Linked DNA regions of Gossypium hirsutum: region 2 is linked to region 1. The links are chromatin contacts, called in public Hi-C maps. All regions are on one chromosome and are shown on one strand. Each heading gives the region's core, a stretch centred on a gene start, on an enhancer-like site or on the middle of the called end of the contact. The rest is flanking DNA. Distances are from core to core; before and after follow the strand shown. Region 1 has its middle 12 kb from the start of LOC107954833. Region 2 has its middle 30 kb from the start of LOC107954836.

Evidence for each region. Hi-C and Micro-C count contacts between places; a contact is called where the count stands out from the background.
Region 2: a contact with region 1 is called in a Hi-C map of leaf, with 5 times the contacts expected there. The contact joins two enhancer-like sites. A contact is called at or near these places in 6 of 34 Hi-C or Micro-C datasets (anther, hypocotyl, leaf and 1 more).

What each region holds. Positions count from the first base shown.
Region 1 is chrD07:46,858,310-46,861,009 of Gossypium_hirsutum_v2.1, forward strand. No RefSeq gene overlaps it. Among protein-coding and RNA genes, the nearest start is that of LOC107954833, 12 kb to the left of the region's middle. Within about 2 kb of position 1,297, at least 7 of the 9 cell types and tissues checked have an H3K27ac peak or open chromatin away from gene starts, as enhancers often do. A contact at or near this core is called in leaf, where this site is marked.
Region 2 is chrD07:46,913,637-46,916,336 of Gossypium_hirsutum_v2.1, forward strand. No RefSeq gene overlaps it. Among protein-coding and RNA genes, the nearest start is that of LOC107954836, 30 kb to the right of the region's middle. Within about 2 kb of position 1,270, at least 4 of the 9 cell types and tissues checked have an H3K27ac peak or open chromatin away from gene starts, as enhancers often do. A contact at or near this core is called in leaf, where this site is marked.

The DNA.
Region 1 (2,700 bases), core at 47-2,546:
AAGATTTTAATTCCATGAAAACAAATGACATGGATAAAGGCAACATCGCATTTTGTTATAGGTTATTTTTTAACACCCTTAACTTTTGGACCAAAATATTATATTTTAAATATCAAAATGAGATAAAAAAAATTCAAATACTAAAGTAAAAAAAAATTACAATTCAGAAGCCAAATCTTGACATAATTCATAACTTGAACATTGCTATAAACTAAGCAAGTTAACTAAAATTAGTAATTTTATCAAACCTGTGTTTTTAAAAATAATGTTCAATAAGTAATCACACATATGTATTGAAATTAATAATAACATATAGGGTAAAGTACTGAAATGATCACTAAACTACTGCATGCATTCTATTTTGATCATTGAACTTTTAATTTTTTTGATTTAACCATTAAACTATTCGAAATCAAATTTTTAGTCTTCGACCGTCAACAGCCATTTGAAATTTGATGGTAGTGTTGACGTGGGCTTTTTTTATTAATCCAATAATAATATAGCCCATTATTATTTACACATTTTATCAATTTGATCCTAACTATAAAAAAATAAACAAATTTAACCTTCAATGTTTACAAAATTTGTCATTTTAGTTCAAATTCTATAAAATTCAATAAACTTAGCGCTCAACATTTCTAAAACGAAAAATTTTGTAAATTAAAAAAAATAACACCCGAACTTTTATTTCTCCGACCTTTATTTGTAATAACAAGTTGATTCTCCAAAAACCAAACAACCAATCCCCTTATCCCCAATCTATCCTCCACTTCTTCACGCGCTTCTTTTCTATCTCAGACCATTTGACCTGACGAGTCCACATCGGCCGACTATGACATGCAAGTTCACAAAGCTGGCCGAAACATATATATGGCAATGGTAGGCTACCTCCTCAAGCATGTGAAAGATGGGTGCTTCAACATCAATACAGAATCCTCTAGCTTGATCCTCGGCCCTTTGGTCAAAACCTTATTTCATTTAGACAAAGGCCTCACGTGCAAGCACACGTTTTATTTATTCATTGTGCGTCTCTACAAAATCGAAATGATCAAGGATTCGTTGTGCATGATTCAAACTATGATGGGAAATGGTGGGTTGAATGCCACCATCTTTCATCCAATCATGAACATGTTGACAAAGAAGATGGAGGAGGTGTGGCTAGTGGCAGATCTAATGAGTCATCCAAGTTTCGCCGGACTTGATGGCAAATAATTTTTTTTACTAACAGCTAAAGCTGTCTGTGGGTTGGGTTCAGACCGAGGCTAGACAAAGGGTTTTTCTGTGCCTAGGCCCAATAAGAAATATGGGCCTGGCATCTTGTACAAGCTCGGCCCTATTTAAATATGGGTAATTCGGGCCTATCCCAGCCTCACCCAACAATAAGTAATTTGACAGTATAAAACAGCATCTAGAAGGAAAAGTAACAGCTTATATTAATTACTAGAGCAAAAATAAAGGAATGCCTTATATCTGGTTCTGGTAGCACAAACATCAGAAATAGGAATTCCGTTTCATTTGCCTTTATTGCAGTCCAATGTCTGACATCTCCCATCATAAATTGAAAGGATCCTTTTAGTTGGGGGAAACTACACCTAGGCCTTGCTTTGTTTATTCTTTTTCTAATTTTAATTACTGATTTCACCTAAAAATCCTCCAACAGACTTCACTGGGAGGAAGTCGGGGATTCCCCAAGGAGAATGGCAGAGAAGAGAGCTGCCTTATGGAATTTGACGGCAAACTACGAAAAATAGCTCTTGGTTAGAAATGAGGTTTTAGACTTTTAGGAGTTGTTCGGCTTTGGGTTTTGTTTAGGATAAGTTTGGACTTTAAATTAAAAATATTTTGGATTTGGGTTGGATTTTATATATTTAAAATTTATAATAAAATGTATAATATTTATAATATATTTTATATGCATCCGGGCTGGACTGGGTTAAGTTTGGGTTTCAAAAATTCTATTCAAAGCCTAGCCCAATTAGAAAGTAGGCTTGCAATTTTGCCTAAGCCCATTTTTCGAGCTTGGTCTATTTGTCCAAGTCATCCCATATTTTGGGCAGATTTTCAGGATTGGGCGAGTAGCCTAATCCTTGGCCAACTCTATTGACAGTAAAGGCGAGCACAATGGAGAAATAGAGGTTTAGGTGTTGGGTTTTTTTTTTAACTTATAAAATTTTTAAAAATTAAAATTTGTCGTTCTGTAAATGTTAAAGACTAAATTTATAGAAAATTTTGGAATTTGAACTAAAATGACAAATTTTGTAAACATTGATGGCTAAATTTGTTGAATTTTTTTTATATTTAGGATCAAATTTATAGAATGTGTAAACATTAGACGGCTAAATTTGTTATTAGACCAATAAAAAAAGTCCGCATCAGCACTTCCGTCAAATTTAAAACGGTTGTTAACATTCGATGACCAAAAACTTTTGATTTCAAGTAGTTCAGTGACTAAATCAGAAAAATAAAATTCAATGACCAAAATAGAACACGAGCAATAGTTTAATGACTATTTATGTACTTTACCCTAACATATATGCAATATGTATGAAATTAAAAAAAAGAGTTTAAATTGTGAGTGAAATAAATTTAAATAGGTAAATATAAGTGATTAAAAAAATATTAATTGCACTCCGATAGCTTTCTAATTTATATTACATTAAAATGTCATCAGGTTAGAAAGCATTATTTAATATATTATCA
Region 2 (2,700 bases), core at 20-2,519, 55 kb after region 1:
ATTGTATAGCTCTTGTTTTATTGTTAATTTTGTTATTTAGAGGTATTTGCTTACTAAGTTGCATTTATCTTAGTGTTATTTAAAGTATAAATATTTTTTAAAATTTATTTTCAATTTTTTGGGAAACATTTATTTTAATGTTTTTAGTGTATTTGATGTATTATACTTTTAAATTTTTATATAAAAATAATAATATAAAAAAACTGTAATACAACCAAACCAGATTTTAGCATTTTTATCCTATTGAACTTGAGCAAAATTTTAAGCTCATCTTTCGAATCAGGTCGGGTACGAGCCTAAAATTCTATTGAGGCCCGACCTGGCCCATGATCACCTCTAAATCTATTAATTATTCTGTTGTGGGTTATTTATAATGTAAATTATTTAAAGATCTATCTGTCTAATTTACTCATGTACATTGCAAATATCAACTGCACATATAATTTATTCTATACCTCAAATTGAACCTGTTTCCAATAAGGCCATTAATGAATCTACAATTTACATTCTTTCAAATTCACTTCCTGCATGGAGGGTTAATATAGATTCAATGGCAATCAACTAAAATGCAATGACGATATTAAATTTTCATGTTCAAACCTAAGCATATGAATTATGGGGTTGGCAACTTGCTAAACTCGATGGAAAGAGAAGTGGACAACGTATAGCCATCATATATACTAAAAAATGTTCAATTTCAACTTTTTATGCATGAATTATTAGATTTATTGGAACAAGATACTCAATTGAGGATGAAGTCTTTTAACCGATTGTCAATATTGTTGACTAAATCAAATGTCTTCCACCACATGTTTTTAAACTTAAAAACACATCAACTACATTTTACTATTGCCTAAATCCAATTCAATAAAAGCCAAACCAAAATGTTGTAATTCAAATACGTTTTCTATTTTCTTGAATTCCTGCTACTGTTTATAAACATATCTTCGTAATGAAAATAGGAACTCGATCTATAAACCGCCCAAAACATACATACATATCGCACCAAATGGCTACAAAGTGAAGATACTGATATGAGACAACACTGTTGCATGGTTTACGTGCATGGGTAAAAAGTAAATAACAAAAAATGATATATGATGAGTTTTGATGTTCAGTTAAATGGTGCGCACCATCATTAGTAATACGGATGCGTTTCTTTGGTTGTCTTTATTTCTGTTTTTGTTTGTTGTTATTAGCTGGGTAGTTTTGACAGCCTGGGTACTAAAGTTGTAGTAGCTGCTACTGTTACTTAACGAAAGGGACGTGTATGCAGTGGCCATACCAGAAAATTAAGCTTTATTCTGATGTTCTCTCTCATCTCTTTTTAATTCTCTCTCTCTTTCCCTCCCCCTCTTCTTTCGTATCTTTTTATCTCTGTCTCGACAACACGCAACAAGGGTATCAAAGCTACAGTCAAGCCTCATGACAGGTGACGACATCACTACCAGGCTTTAGAACAACATCGATCAATTGCAGCAAGACATGGTGCAGCTTCAAACTGAAATATCCCAATAGGATGGCTGGTTGGAGAATAGCATGAAGGAGCTGCGTGAAGATATTCGCGGAGAAATCAAGTCAGAGCTGCAAGGGCTCTTTGAACAGTATTTGGGTAGTTTCACTGCCACTCCGGTCGTTGCTGCTCCTGTAGGTCCATCTCAAGACCGTGACAAGGGCATGTTGGGCAGCTCTCCTACACGGTTTCGTTTGCGAGATGCACCTCTATTATCGCCTGATGTGAACATGAAGAATGTAACTCAAGGTGGACAGTGGGATGAGTCAGTGCGTTCTCATCGGTTAGGATGCCCAAGATTCGATGGAACGGACTACCAAGGATGGTGCGCAAAGTTGGAACAATTCTTTGAAGCCGAAGGGGTTCTTGACCATGCCAAGGTGCACATGGTGATGCTCTATTTGGAGGGCAAAGCGTTGGATTGACATCATTTTTTCCTAAAGGCAAGGGGGTTTTCATGGGTTAACGTGGGAAGCTTATGCTCAAGGATTGTGGAACGATGTGGTCAAGGATTTAAATTGCGGTTGCGGCCGTGTTTTTAGTCGTGTTGCGTTTATCGCGGTTGCGGACATAAAGGATGCTATCGCGGTCGTGAATTTTTTTAAAATTCGCACAACTTATTGTAAAACATAATAATTATAATTATAAAAAGTCAATTTTAATGATTTTTAGAGTGTTTTCTAACACTTATGAACTTTTATTAATATGATATGAGAACACAACTTCTATAATCATTAATTATTTTTACATTTATTTACAAATTTTCTTAGAATGTTATATTAACTAATAACAAAGTAAAAAAGAAGAAGGAAATATTAAACATTTATCATATTTAATAAGTTTGAAAGTTTTTATAGATAAAATAATTGAAAATTTATACATGGGAGATGTCTTCAATATTTCTTGACAGCTTTCAAGATGGTGAAGATATAAACATTCTATGCTGCAAAAGGAAAAATGAATAAATAAATGTATAGATTCTCATTAATTGTTCCTATTTCCTACCACTTATTCTCACTCTCATTCTACTTTCATATATAGTTTAACATGCTTCGATTCTTAATTATCTCTTCATAAAATATACTCCATTCATTTATCTAAAGATATATTTTAAATGTTTTAATATCATCAAAATTAATAACCTTAACAAAAGTTTTCTTTAAAAAAAACATACCTTACAAATAATG